Linked DNA regions of Mus musculus: regions 2, 3 and 4 are each linked to region 1. A link is a contact called in public Hi-C and HiChIP or PLAC-seq data. All regions are on one chromosome and are shown on one strand. Each heading gives the region's core, a stretch centred on a gene start, on an enhancer-like site or on the middle of the called end of the contact. The rest is flanking DNA. Distances are from core to core; before and after follow the strand shown.

What was found. A called contact is a pair of places that touch in the nucleus more often than the background predicts. HiChIP or PLAC-seq counts read pairs in DNA pulled down with a chosen protein or histone mark.
Region 2: an H3K4me3 HiChIP or PLAC-seq map of embryonic forebrain shows a contact between it and region 1, with 6 times the contacts expected there. The contact joins the enhancer-like site here to the promoter of Tshz3 in region 1. A contact is called at or near these places in 3 of 39 promoter capture datasets (the C10 cell line, frontonasal cranial neural crest and liver), 4 of 484 Hi-C or Micro-C datasets (muscle stem cells and uterus), 11 of 115 datasets of contacts at active chromatin or transcription factors (SST interneurons, astrocytes, craniofacial prominence and 8 more) and 2 of 9 other capture datasets (embryonic tail and embryonic trunk).
Region 3: a contact with region 1 is called in an H3K4me3 HiChIP or PLAC-seq map of neural tube, with 5 times the contacts expected there. The contact joins the enhancer-like site here to the promoter of Tshz3 in region 1. A contact is called at or near these places in 1 of 39 promoter capture datasets (cranial neural crest), 4 of 484 Hi-C or Micro-C datasets (beige adipocytes, muscle stem cells, myocytes and 1 more) and 12 of 115 datasets of contacts at active chromatin or transcription factors (craniofacial prominence, differentiating embryonic stem cells, embryonic basal ganglia and 9 more).
Region 4: a contact with region 1 is called in a Hi-C map of uterus, with 3 times the contacts expected there. The contact joins the enhancer-like site here to the promoter of Tshz3 in region 1. A contact is called at or near these places in 8 of 39 promoter capture datasets (the 3T3-L1 cell line, the C10 cell line, cranial neural crest and 4 more), 6 of 484 Hi-C or Micro-C datasets (muscle stem cells, nephron progenitors and uterus) and 8 of 115 datasets of contacts at active chromatin or transcription factors (craniofacial prominence, differentiating embryonic stem cells, embryonic basal ganglia and 5 more).

Annotation. Positions count from the first base shown.
Region 1 is chr7:36,696,428-36,700,025 of GRCm38.p6, reverse strand. Tshz3 (teashirt zinc finger family member 3) reads right to left here and starts at 1,908. Exons shown (of 2, transcript NM_172298.3): 1 at 1,737-1,908. The coding sequence starts at 1,776. It overlaps Gm36722 (zinc finger X-linked protein ZXDB-like), which reads left to right and starts at 1,804. Exons shown (of 3, transcript XM_030243157.1): 1 at 1,804-3,598. The coding sequence starts at 1,916. The coding sequence ends at 3,163.
Region 2 is chr7:36,132,010-36,135,657 of GRCm38.p6, reverse strand. No RefSeq gene overlaps it. Among named protein-coding and RNA genes, the nearest start is that of Gm36340, 20 kb to the left of the region's middle. Within about 2 kb of position 1,622, at least 31 of the 459 cell types and tissues checked have an H3K27ac peak or open chromatin away from gene starts, as enhancers often do. A contact at or near this core is called in embryonic basal ganglia, embryonic forebrain and uterus, where this site is marked.
Region 3 is chr7:36,094,006-36,097,258 of GRCm38.p6, reverse strand. It overlaps Gm38991 (a long non-coding RNA gene), which reads right to left. Exons shown (of 6, transcript XR_881969.1): 5 at 1-1,402. Among named protein-coding and RNA genes, the nearest start is that of Gm38991, 19 kb to the right of the region's middle. Within about 2 kb of position 1,893, at least 48 of the 459 cell types and tissues checked have an H3K27ac peak or open chromatin away from gene starts, as enhancers often do. A contact at or near this core is called in embryonic limb bud, muscle stem cells, myocytes and 2 more, where this site is marked.
Region 4 is chr7:36,156,161-36,159,716 of GRCm38.p6, reverse strand. It overlaps Gm36340 (a long non-coding RNA gene), which reads right to left. Exons shown (of 3, transcript XR_881971.2): 2 at 3,071-3,176; 3 at 1,704-2,480. Among named protein-coding and RNA genes, the nearest start is that of Gm36340, 4.2 kb to the right of the region's middle. Within about 2 kb of position 2,191, at least 8 of the 459 cell types and tissues checked have an H3K27ac peak or open chromatin away from gene starts, as enhancers often do. A contact at or near this core is called in uterus, where this site is marked.

The sequences.
Region 1 (3,598 bases), core at 659-3,158:
TAAAGATGCAACCACATATGTTTCATTGGATGGAGGCACGGATACCTTAAAAAATGTGTACCCGAAAAAGAAAGAAAAAAATCTAGACTGGAAGAAGCCCAAGACATTCCTACTACCCAACTTTGTAAAGGATGCCTCCAAAGTTTTAGAGTTTATTTTGGGTAGATAAGCTCACTGCTAAAAAGCTTGGAATTTAAAGGAGGAGGTGGGATGAGCAGGCAGCATCAGTGAGGAGGTGAGCTCTCTGTTGGGATCTTCAAACTTTCTAAATTTGGGTAACACTGAGAGTACAGAGGGAAAACATGCCTTCATTCTATGCACCAAACCAAGTTGAATCCCCCTCCCCCCTAAGGTTTCTTCACAACACTGTCAGACCAATACACTTCTGGGAGAAGTACCTTATGGTTGCTTCCCTGTGACCCTGGTAAAGAGACTGAAGGCCAGAGTGCAGCTGAGGTGGGAGCCCCGCTGGTCTGATGGCAATCACCAGCAGCAGCAGCCTGCATAGCACCATCACTAGCCTGTATCCCACCAGCACGTGGAACATTACCTCGGTGACCCTTCTTCGCTCAGCCCTCCCCTCTTTTATCAAAAGAGAAGTGAGAAGAAAGAAGATTAAAGAAAAGGACTCCTAAGCAACCTTCCCCTTCAGGCAGCGTCTGAGCCTCTGCACGTCTGAGTGTTATTCATATCAAAATACATCACGTCCATATGTGGTCCTCTCTCGGCAAGCCGCCCCAAATCCCTGAAGTTGCACTGACAGGGCCCTCCTGACGTCACGGAGCTTGGCCTCACTATTGCAAGTGATTTATTGATGTTTATTGGGAATGAATAGATCAAAGGCACAGGCATGACGGGCGATCAATCAGTCATCAAATCAAGGGTGGCAACCGGCCAGAAACCCTTCTTCCAGCCAACGTGCCCCCAACCGACATTATTGCAAAATAATGTTATGTGTGTGGGTTTTGTTTTGTTTTCAATGAATCTCTTTTCCAGAAGGAAAAAAAAAAAAAAATCAGCTCAGTCCTAACAGGAGTTGACGTTCCTGGCAGAAAAAGAGAGGGAGGGGGGAGTACTCAGATATGTCCCAGAACTAAGTGCTAGAAAAGGGTAGGGAGCAGCAGCGGAAAGAGAGGGAGGGGGTAAGAAGACATTCAGGAATGGAGGAAATGTCAGCATCCAACACTGACCTGACAGTCATCTGACAATACCCAGACCCAGTGCGCTCTGGTTTCCACCGCTGTACCGGGTTTGGGCCCAATAAATGAAGAATCAATCGAATTAGCAGTAAGGTGGCCAGAGGGATCCGCTAGCTCACTCTTGCTCGCTCTGGTCCCGGTAGTCACCGGGTACTGCCCGGGACAACGCGGAAGATGTCCCAGAGAACTCAGGTGACCCCGCCCGCCCCCCACCAAAAGGCACGGGTTGGAGAGCGCCTTCCCCGCTGCAGCCGGATCGGCAGAGGCGGGGACCTAAGCCGGCTCGGTGGTCCCCAGGAGGGTGTGCGAGCCGGTCGAGCGAAGAACATAGCGGGGCAACTGGGGGGCGCGCGCACCCGGGCAGGAGAGCCCCGAGCCAGCCGGGCTCCCGGAGTTACTCAGCGCCCGCAGAGACAGACAGAAAATGAGAGAGAGGCGAGGAGTGCGGCGAGCAACGCGGGGGCCGGCGGCCCAGAGGCGCGGCGCGAGCAGAGGAAGAGGAGGAGGACCGGAGGAGGAAGGGGAAGCCGCTCGTACCTGCTGCGCGCCGGGGCGCCTGCTGCTTCCTCCTCGGCATGATGCTTCTCCCGCGACTGCCACCGCCGCCGCCGCCGCCGCCGCCGCTGCCGGGCTGAGCCGAGGGAGGGAGGGGCGGCGGGGGGGGGGCGAGGCGGGCCTGCTCGCAGCCTCCCCCCCGGAGAGCGGCCGCCCGCAGGATGCTGCTGCGCCCCGGCTCTCCGCGTCCCCCCCTCGCTGCGCTCCGCCGCGATCCCCGAACGTGCGGAGGGAAGGAGGGCGGGCAAGGGAGGCGCGGGGAAGGAGGAGCGCGAGGGGGAGGAGGAGGCAGAGGAGGAGGAGGAGGAGGAGGAGGACCGCGCTGCCGGCGGAATGGGAAGTTTGACAAATCGCTCCAGAGGCCCGAGGAGGAGGGGGCGGGGAGGAGCGGTCGCCCTGCCCCCCCCCCGCCCCGTCCCCAGACGAGGTGCGCGGGGTTCGGGGCTGGGGGGCGGGGAGTGAAGGAGGAGAAGGCGGGCAGAGAGATGAGAGGAGGAGCCCAGGAGCGACCCCGGTCGGTCCTGCCCCGCTTCCCGCCCCCAGGCAGGGAGGTCAAGGCATGGGGGGGGGGGGGGTGGAGGGGGGGCGCAGCCGCCGCCGCCGCGGCCCGGGGCTCAGCGGTCCAGTCTTCTGCCCACGGCGCGGCTGGAGCGGCGGCGTCGGCAACAGGCAAGCTTAAAGGAAAAGGAGATGATCGTGTCACTCGCCTGCCCGCGGAGGCGCCCCCAGCCTGGGTCCTGGCCCGGACGCCTGCCCAGGGCCCCCCGCCCAAGTCCAGACACCCGGAGCTGGCCCTCCGTCTCCGCCCCGAGCGCTCTCGCAAAGGCGCGGGGTCCGCCCTGCGGAGCGCGTCCCGGGGCGCCCACAGCCCCCGCCCATCCCTCTTCCCCACCCGGTCTCAACCCCGGGCTGCTCCCGGCTGCCCCTCCCGGCCCACACTCCTCTCCACCCGCCGCGTGCAGCCCCAGAGCGCTCCCCTAGTTGGGATGGTACCCCTATCAAAGATGCCAGGGCCCCGGGGGTGCCCTGGAGAGAAGATGTGCGGGCTGACATGGGTGTGGGCTCTGGGTCTTCCCTCCTGGGACCTACAGTGGCTACCTCCTTCCGTTCCCCCACCCCACCCCCGCCACAAACTTTCCCAGGCTTGTTTCGGGGGTAAGCATGGGAGGGGGCACCTCCAAGTTTCCTTTACTGACTTTGGGACGATCACCGTCTCAGCACCCCGCGTCTCGCCCCCTTGGGCTACTGGCCGCGCCCCCCACCCACTGCGTCGGAGGTTGCCAAGGCGGGAACGGGGGAGGGAGAAGAAACTCGGGTTCCCCTGCCCATCCCCCGCCGGGGTGCGCCCTGGACAGGGTACTGCCCCAGCCGCTCCCAGCTTAGGGGCAGTTCTGGACGAAGGGGATTGATTATTGATTGAGTGATTGGGGTCGCAGAGGCTCCGGGCAGACTCGGCCGATGTGCCCCGGGAAGGAGGCGGCTGGAAGGCTGCGGTGGCGACAGGGCGACGTGGGCTCACTTACTCTGGTGGTGAGGGCGCGGGTGGGCTGGAATTCACGCGGGCGACCCTCGAGCGGTGGCGGCTGAGCGCCAGCCAGAGCTTGAGAGGCGCGGGCGGCGGCGCATCGATGCGCTGCGGGCTCGATTGCGTCTCCCTGGGCCAGCTCTTAGGCCGGGAATGGGGCGGCCGCGGCGCAGCGGGCTCTGGGCGGCGGTGGCTGGGGTGGCCTCTGGGCCCCCAGCTCCCGGGAGCAGCACTATATCTGGGTGCTCCGGCTGGGACCCTGAAACCCACGTGAGCCCCGAGGCCCACAGTCTACCCGAGGGCCGGCACCCTGCGCCCC
Region 2 (3,648 bases), core at 373-2,872, 560 kb after region 1:
TTAGAAAGGGTGTAGGATGTTGGGGGGGTGGGGAATAAGGACAGCTTTGGCAAGCAAGAAGTTTCTTTCTTTATGATGCCATTAAGCTGCCTGAAAATTCCTCAAATAATCCTGTTCTACCCACCTGCCATTTCTGAGTCCTGTGTGAGTATGAGTTTTATAGACACTCTTGCTCCTTGTTTTGGGGTTCCTTGAACCCTTGCAATGGCTCTGCTTGCTTTGAAATCCTTTTGGTCCACAGCTAAGCCAGGCCAAGTTGACCCTCCCTTCAGGTCTGCCTCTGAGGCATCCCAACCCACCCTCCCCACGAACAGGGGCAGCTGGGCACTACTAGATCCCAGAAGAGCCTTCTAGGATGGCCTGGCCTTCTCCAGGGGACCCCCAGGGTCCTCATCCATGCCATCCTGGTCTCTGTAACAACCCAAACTCCTGCCTGTTCTCGGCTGTGACAAGCAGGGAAGTTGGGTGAAGGAGAGAGAATCCGGGCTTTGGGGAAATTTGCTGAGATGCCGCCTGGGGATCCCGTGAGCAGCCAGTTTTACGTGCTCAGGACTTTCTGGAGCATTTAGCTATTTTAGCCGCAAATAAAGAAAGCTTTGGCATCGGTCAGGAGGCAGCCATCACAGAGGTGGGAGACTAGCGTTCGAATTGCACGTTTGCAGAGCCTTTCTTCGAAGTATTACATACATCATTTCCTGGTGCAGAGGAACACTGAGCTCAAAAAAATAAATAAATAAATAAAAAAGAGATCAAAAATTATAAAAATTTTCTGACCTAGACAGAACTAAAAGCTGAATGCAAACCCAGAAAACACTAAAATGAATTTCCTCACAAGATTTCTGTACACACCCAGCGTCAGCTTATCCCAAGTGTATACAGTGCAACACGATACCAGCAGGCAAGCACTCTAGTTAATGTCCTAAACCCAGTCACACAAAACATTCCTGCCAGATAACTGCATCTCACTCCTCTTATAGAAGAGTATTCTTAAATTAGGTTGGTGTGAATGTGTTTGTATATTTATTATTAAAATACTTACTGTTCTGCCTTTTGAAGTCGATGGACAAATGATTTAGGAGTGGAAATAGACGAGAAACAAAATTAATGCAAATAATGTGTTGATTTTTTTTTTTAGCTTGATTAGCCAAGCCAATGGAAAATTCTAGAAAACGTATACAATTATTTTAACTGTCACAGGCTGGCAATTGTAATTGACATGATTTGTACGAGATGCAGTGTAATAACTGAATATATTAAAAAAAAATCTCATGCCTTGATTACCAGGAGAACATTACTAGTGCCAGGATATTATTAACAGCACAATTATTGTGGCATCCTTAGGATACGCTGTTAGCACTTCAATGCATTAGTGAACCTTTGCTAACGAAGAAAAAATTAAAGTACAGCAAATTTCAAAGCACCAGTTGTACCCAATATCATTAAAAATTTATAAAACTTCCTCTGAACATGACAAGTGTTTGGTTTAAATGAAGATCAGCCACAAGGAGAGAGCAGAAATCCTGATACTCTTTGTCTCCGTCCTCACCCTCCCTCTCTCCCTCTCCCGGTTCTCCCAGACCTCCCCAGCCGGCACCACCTCAATCCAGCTGAAATATGTAACCATTACAGAGTGACAGCTTGACACACAATGACCCGTCAGAACATTCATCTCACAATGTTTTATTTTAGTGAGGAGCCAAACTGCAGAAAAAAAAGTAAGCAAGTTGTTTCAAGGCTTGGAAGGAGATCAAACATTTCTGGCATGCCCACTTACCAGACCTTTGATTTACAATGGACTTGTCAGAGCCCGATTAGACAGTGTGTGCTTAAAAACCTACAGAGGCTTCTCAATTGCCCCAGCACACCACCATCTCCCCCATGGAGAGCGCCCCTTTGTTCCCAGGTCCCGCAAATGCTGGCTACAGCATGGAAGCATGCACCCTTGCAAGGGAGCCAGGGAATAAACCCAACCCAGTTAAGCGGCTGCAATGAAATCTCTTTTGCCAAGGAAGGGGTGAGGGGTGAGGGAGAGGAGAGAGAGGGGCCCATGCAAGATGAGTTCTACCCACCCGTTTCTGTCTTTACCTCTTCCCTCCAAATCAAAAGTTATCATCTTTCCCAGGAAAGCCATACTGAGTGATTGCTACCATTGGTGGGGCGAGCTTTCACAACTTTATTCAAATGGAAACAGCTTTATTTAAAAAAAAAAAAGAAAGAAAGAAAGAAAAAAAAGAAAAGAAAAAAAAAGAATTGGACCAAAAGTGCAGGTGTTTAAAATATGTTCACGGTATTACGATTTTTGCTAGTAATTACAACTAGGAAATAGCTGGAAATATATTGTTTCAATTTGTATGGAGAACAATTGCAGAGCCTGCGCACTCCGCATGATCTGTGCCTGGCTGGCATCGGAATGTGTAATTCCTTAACCCTATATGGAGGCCCAGGCCTCGCCGGGGCAAATTATGAATCCATGTGTTTGGAGGGCCAGAGTAGTAAATTCAGTTTCTTGTGTATCCATTACAATGCGATCCGACATGTGTGATTTATGGAATATTAAGTTAATACAGTATTATGAAATTAGCTTAATGCACTAAAGCTGTAATTTTAAAGTGAAAAACAATACAACGGGGCGTAAACAATATCAACATTAGCATTTCATGAAAGCTGAAACCAATTCACTCAAAATGTGTCTGGAGAGTCACAGATTTACCTCTTCTGCCAGGGACCAAGGCTCATAGGACTTTGAGACCTCAGGACCACATCTCTAGAGGCCAACCCCCTCTCCCTCTAACTGAACTTGGCTAGGGCAGCCATGGGTATTAACCAGGGCAGCTGCCCCTCAGGGAATCTGCCAGGACTGTGCAGGCCAAGGAGGAAGGGCCTCCTGCTCCTAAACACATACACACACACACACTCACACACACACACACACACACACACACACACACACACCTCCTAAGCAGAGCCCAGGGAGAGACAGCTGGGACACCAGATGCAACTGAGGGTACTTGAAGTCCCCAGCTCGGAATGAATGACACTCTAAGGTCAGGCAAATCTTGTTGAGTCCAGACAAAAAACAAATCTAGTCAAGTTGTTCTCAGATCCTTTGAGAAAAAAAATCTTAACCGGTATCAGGCAGAGACTTGTGACATGACAACGTAGCAAAATGGTCGGTTCTATGACGTTCGGCCCCCACAGTCCACATGCCCAGCATGCCTCCTGCAGACCAGCCCAAGATTCACAGGAGAGCTGAACGGCAGAGTAGTGGGCTGGCAATCATAGTGGAGGGTGTTGGTGTTAATCAAACGCAGGGTCTTCCTGTCCCTGATCTTCTTGTCCACCCCCTGCTTCCTAGCACCAAGGATCCTCTGGGACTGAGGAACAGCAGGCACAAAGAAGGCCTGGTATTTGTGATGCCAAGTGCATTCTGGGGCAAAGGCAAAAGAGGAGCCGAAGAGCCTTACCACACCGTCCTTAGCTTTCACCTGCACTAGCCAAATGCATCATGGTGCTAACAGATCCCGGTGCCTAGGACTCAGGTGCAGCCTGTTGGTACTGCTGTATACTTCTGCCCCAAGGATGCTCCTACCTCTGGATGACCACCAGGGTAGTAGCAAACTAATTTCCTCATACCCTGACGGAATAATG
Region 3 (3,253 bases), core at 644-3,143, 600 kb after region 1:
CTACCCTGCCCCCAAGAGTCCTCAGCTGTCCAAGAAAGAGCTGTCCATCAATTTCTTTCTCTTCCCAAGCTAGATGAAAACTAGATCCTAATGACTGCCTGGCTTAGTCAGGCTTTGGGCTCTCTAGTAAAATAGGACCAATGTAAAATACACTCTCAATACATGTCTACGGAATATTCAGCCTCAAATGGGACATCTATATCACACACACATGGCGGGGGGCATATATTGTGCTCACACAGGAATCATTGCAGAAGAGAAGATGAAAAGATGGTAGAAAGCCAGAGGTCTGGGAGGACACTGCAAAACAGAGTGGACTGCTACACCCCTGAACTCACAGAGCCCGTGATTGCCTTCGAAAGACCCACATGAGGTCATGACCAAGCCAGCCAATATTCTAGCGTGAATCAGAATGGGCTCAGGATCCTCCACTCCCAGCTTGGGAGCTGGTGAGAGTTGATGGCTCCTGGATCATAACTCCAGGAAATAACTCTACACTCTGCTACTGCAATGGGGTTTGCTTCTGGGGAGCCCTTGCCTAAAGACATTGCAATTTTGAAAATAAATGCAAAGATGTAAATTGTCAGTCTTTTCTCAAAAGCCCAATGGCCCACGAAATAGGTTGGCCCACAGTTTGGGGTTGGCTCTAGCACAGGTGCTAGAGTTTAAGGCCTGGCACTTGACCTCTTGGACACTGTTAGCACAGATGTTCGCAGAGACATCCATCATTCAGAAAGACTTCAACTTTCCTACAAGTGACACAGATACCGGAGTCATCTTGTCACAGAGGTCACTCTCCATTCCTTCCAGAACCTCACCCTGCCTCCTAAAAGGCCAGTCACACCTTGCATGGATAGACTTCTCTGAGCCGCATCCTGAGGCCAAAAGCAGCTGTGATTCCATTTCAAAATGGCCCCTTTATCCAAGGCCCGAGATGAGGTTCATGAACAGAAAACACATCTGTTGACATTCTTAAAAACATACAATCATATTCCACATAGCAAGACAGGACTGGGTGACTCATTGAAGTCATAAAGACTGCAAATCGCAGCGTTGGTGTCTTTGAGTAGAAGTTACCAGAAGATCTGCATTTGATTGTCTCAAAAACCGTAGGCAGTCATTTGACGTGTCGTGAGATCCGAATCGGCTAAGGTTGAAGATGATCCTCTTCGTGTTTCATTAGCAGATATCAGGTTAATAAAAAGTTTAAAAGTTGACTGCTATCCCCCCACTACTCCCGAGATTTATGAGACCTCCTCTGTGGGGCCGCACTGGGAATGGCAGCCGACACTCTTATTTCTTCAGAGCACACTCTGTCATCTCCCTCTGTGGTCCCCAAAGTCTGCCAATTAAAGACCTCCGAGATGACATTCCACTGCTGAAGTTATGCACACATAAATCACTGTAATAAGAGAAGATTGTTATGTTAACCTCCGCCTCACAACCCTTCTCTTTTTGTGAGAAATATGCAAAACATTCATTTGTCTGGCACCAAAGAAGCAATTTCCCAGCAGATGCCTGGGAGGCCCATGGGATGTTACCCCTTCCTGTGGTTACGTAGGCGGTGCCTGGTGCACCAGCAGGCATTACTCAACTCCAAACACAGAGCAATGAGGCCATAAACCAGGCGGCATTACGTCAGCGACAGGATGCTCTGAAATAAATGGGGAGCTGCTTCGATCTAGAGGAACATTTTTCCATGTTTAACCAAGCAAAACTGGAGTCACTACTGAGCACACAGCTTCAAAGGTCAACGCATAAGGAGACCAGTTCTGGAGAGGGGGGACAAGTGCTTTGTTCGGTCACGGAAGCAAGCCCCAAGGAAGCTCGAGTTTCACTGTCAGAGTGTGTGGCCAGTGTGCAGTGAGTGTGACTTAAAAGATTATCTACTGGGTGTTAGAGAGACTGGGGTTGGGGAGGGGTGAGGCCCTGGGAGCTGGGAACTATAACAGCTGCGGCTGGAAACTCAAGGTGGTTGCTTCCTGTGAGGTCTTTGCACACCACCGTGGGCTGGGTTCAGAATCCCTTAGAGCAGTGGTTTTCAATCTATGGGTCTTGACACCTTTAGAGGTCGAAAGACCCATATATAGGGGTCCCATGCCATATGTCCTACATATTGGGTATTTATACTGTGATTCATAAGTGTAGCAAAATCACTGTTATGAAATAGCAAAGAACATAATTGTATAGTTGAGGGGGTCACCACAAGAGAAGGAACTGTATTAAAGGATCACACCATTGAGAAAGTTGAGAACCACTGCCCTAGCGATTTGACCATAACCACAAAAAGAAAGAAAACAGAAAGATAATTCTTCAACAACAGAACAAATATTAATAATGCCCTAATTACTTATATCTACATGTTCACTTTAGGAATCCATATTAATTGAAAGATGGGGGAATGGAAAGTCTAGTCATGAACTAAACTATACTTCCTCTCTACCCAACCATCCAAGATTAGCTAACCCAAGGCCATGATGCCTCAACTAATGAGTAGGGGTAACCTGCCATTCATATGTGATTCACTAGTTTTCTTCGGATGTCCAAGAGAACCCACTATTTTGGTTAAAAGACCTTGTATCAGTTATTTCTTTGTCACTGTGAACAAATACCTGAGAGACACAATAGAAAGGGAAAAAAACATTTTAACTTGTAGTTACAGACAGATTTTAGGTCAATGTGTTGGAGAAGGCAGAGAGGTAGACCAGAAAGCCGAAACTATAGATGAAAAATTGAAGTATGTATGGCTATCAGGGGCCTAGTCTACTGTCCTACTTCCACCAGCTACATCCCACCTCAGAAAGGCTCCACAGCCTTCAGAACAACATGACCAATCAGAGACTGGGTATTCAAAACATAAACTTGAGGGGTACATTTCAGACTTAAACCATACGAGACACCCTAAAGGCCTAATGTTCAAACCAAGTACATGCATCTTTGTAAGGCAAGCCAGACACTGAAAAATCAGACAGAACAAAATCCTTGGTGCTGGGTGTTCGCTCTCAAATCAGGTTGATCTAAAGGAATAAAATAGTTCTAGAAAGAAAATTATCTGTGCCCCCCCCCACCATGTTTTGAAGGACTTGGTGGGGTAGCGATAGAATACGCATTCTATAATTCTTTATTGTAGTCAGACAGAAACCTCAATCTCATTCATCCCAGAATACTCCTTGCTTTGGGGCTGGTAGTATATGTGATAATGAGGCTATTAAAAATGTCTGATTGCAGCCCGGCGTGGTGGCGGCAGAGGCAG
Region 4 (3,556 bases), core at 942-3,441, 540 kb after region 1:
GCAGAGAGGACTCAGTGAGCACCGGGTGCTCTTCCAGGGGACCTGGGTTCAATTCCCATTACCCACATGATGGCTCACAATCGACCATAATGTGGTTCCAGGGGATCTGGTGCCTTCTTCTGACATCTATAGGCAGGGGTTCTCAACATGTGGGTCGCAGCCACTCTTGGAGCTGCATATCAGATATTTATGACAGTAGCAAGATTATGAAGTTATGAAATAGCAATGAAGATAATTTTATGGTTGGGGGGGTTCACCATAACATGAGGAACATGCTGTAAAGGGTCACAGCATTGGGAAGGTTGAGAACCACTGTCTGTTGGTATCAAGCATGCATGGATACACATACATATAAGCAGGCATACATAAATAAAATAAATACACATAAAATAAAGTGAATAAATCTTTTCAAAAAAATTTAAAAGGAAAATGCCCTGATATAATACAATATTATGAATATATAATAAAAGTTAGACATTGTCTTAGTTAGGGTTTTACTGCTGTGAACAGACACCATGACCAAGGCAACTCTTATAAGGACAACATTTACTTGGGGCTGCCTTACAGGGTCAGAGGTTCAGTCCATTATCATCAAGGAAGAAGCATGGCAGGATCCAGGCAGGCATGGTACAAGGGGAGATGAGAGTTCTATATCTTCATCTAATGGCAAACAGAAGACTGGTTTCCAAGCAGCTAGGACAAGGGTCTTAAGGCCACACCCACAATGACACACCTACTCTAACAAGGCCACACATCCTATTCCCTGGGCCAAGCATATGCAAAACACAACAGACACCAATAAATAAAATAAAATGTCCCATTTATGGACCAACCTGTCTCTGCCTGGCTGTATTATTGTCATTGCTATTGTTAGTTTCTTTTGTTGTTGTTTGCTTATTTTGGGATGTGAGTTTCTTTGTTTGCTATCTTGCTTATTTGAGACAGGGTTTGCTACATAGCCCTGGCTGACCTTGAACCCTCAGCATTGGATTACAGGAAGGCATCACCACACCCAACTCACAAGGGAGTTTGCTAAAGAGATGGCTTAGTCCCTGACTAAAATGTCTGCTGAGTGATGTGAAGACAGGAGTTCAGGGCCTAGCACCTGTGCACCAAGCCGGATGCGCACATCCACCACCTCAGCACAGGGAGGCAGGGAGAGAGGTTCCCAGGGTCTCTCTGGCCAATCGGGATAGTCCGTAGGTGAGCTCTATGTTCAGTGAGGGATGCTGTCTCAGAAAATCAAGTGGAGTGGCAAGGAGACACGTGGCTTCTACACACCCACACATGGGTGTACCCCTCACGTGTGCACATAGCACACACACACACACACACACACACACACACACACACACTAAAACATATGTACAAAATTTAAAACATGAAACAATATATTTTTAGTGCATTAAAATCAGGGTAACAAACAATGGGAAACACGTTTTATGGCATGTTGTGGCATCTAGGCAACCTGCAGGTGTCTGCTGGACTGTGTGCCTGCAGGCTGGGGATAAATTCCAGTCACAGATACGGAGCCCTAACCACCACCTACCAAGACCCTGGGAACCAGCAGCTGGTACCAGTTGCTGCATGTGAGAACCACCTGGCTAGCTTCCTCCACAGGCTTTGCTGGGTTTCTTAATTCTTCCTCCTCCTCCTCCTCCTCCTCTTCCTCCTCTTCTTCCTCCTCCTCTTTCTCCTCTTCTTCCTCTGCCTCCTCTTCTTCCTCTTCCTCTTCTTCCTCATCTTCTGCTTCCTCCTCCTCCTCCAAAAAGGGAACCTCTAGGATGAGTATTTAAGGCCCGCACATTCTATCCAACACACCCCACTGCTTAGAAAGAGACACTACGGCTCCAGAGATCAGAGAAAATAACCAGAGGGCCGCATGAGTGGCTCCCGGCATGAGTCAACGTGGATGTTCTCTCCTTCCCTTCTGAGCACAAAGGGTGCTTAAAACTTTAATGAATTGAACTCTATGAGTAAGGCATGTTAATCATTTTAATTACCCAGCAGCTTGAAATCAGATATAACAGTCCAATAATGTATCTTTAAACGAACACAACCCTGCCCTATAAAAAATCCCTTCCAAAGCCATTGTAATAATTTCTATTTATCTTTGCTGACGTTAACTGTTATCCGGCCCAGCCGGCCGACAGACAGCCTTTGCTGTGCCTTCTGCTCTGAACGCAACGTCGTCTACTTTTTCAGTATCATTAGCGTCCCCCTGGTGGGCAGGGAGCAAGGCGGTGGCAGTGGTCACACTTCAATGCTTTATCTCATATGACAAAGAGAGATGATGCGCTTCCATCCGGGCCAGCCTGGCAAAGGGGAAGGTGGCCGCAGAGAACTCCCTCTGCTGCCGCAGAATCACCAAAGGGCCTCGGCATGTGACTGGCTAACAGCGTGAAGGGGCAGACAAATAGATTTCCCTCTGTATTTATAGCCGGCATCATTCTTCCTTTCAGGGCGTTCAGTACAGGTAGCTGTTTTATATGAAATGAACAATCTTTATAGACATACCAGAGCCATAACAAGCCTGATTTTCAACGAAGCTGAGGTGTATAACTCTTACCGAATTGTCAGGCCACTTGCTCAACAAATCAAGCCTAACTTATGATGTTTGCGGTGTAATTTTTATTCCTGTTTGACTAGCCAACTACCCCGTGGTAATAGGATGTTAGGAAAGGGCAGTGGCGATGTTTGTGTATGCTGTGATTGATGGACCGACTCGGCATTTTTCATTTATATCTCCGGATTCCAAATCAGTTAAGTTGAGGAAAAATGAAACAAAGTGGCAAGAAAAATGTTTGCAGATTGCAGCCCCGGCGCTCCCGGAGATCTGAGTTCAGCCCACATCTGCCGGGATTGTCTGGAAACATTAAGATATCTAAATGAAAATCAATACGCTATGTGCCAGGCGTTTGCTACCAGGAACAAGCATCCAGAGACCTGAGCTAATCAGACTTCCAGTGTGAGCCTCGGCACAGGCTGAACCCCAGGGGTGTCCTAATTGCTCAAACTAATCATAGGAGAGTTAAATTTATAACCAAGAAAGACATTTTGTTTTTCTTACCAGTCATCGTTTGGAAGCGGAACGGCTCACCTGTGAGGTGGGTGGCAGGTGTACTGGGGGGAACCCCTTGGAGCAGTTGAGGGGGACACGGAGAGCAGGGGCTCACCTGTCAGAGGAGATGGGAGACAGATTTACAGACAGCTATGAAATCAGTGAAGCTTGAAGAAGGGCAGGGTGGGAGAGGGCCTGCCTCCGTTCCCTTAGAACCTGAAAACCTGTTCTCTTAGACTGGCCACTTCACCTCCATGTTCTGAATGAGGAAAGCCCACGCGCCCCACAGCCTTTGATTTCCCCCTCCTGGTTTTCATTTTAAGGAACCAGCCCAGAAAAGCAAATTGCATCTGTGTTGTTAAAAATATATGGATCTGTTTTGTTTTTTTCCCCCCTGAGTTCCACTCCAAGCTTTTATCCCTTGGAGCCTCAAAGAAGCTAATGTCGCTTGGTGACACGCGTCTCCCTAATATACTGTTCAAACAAGTCACTGAT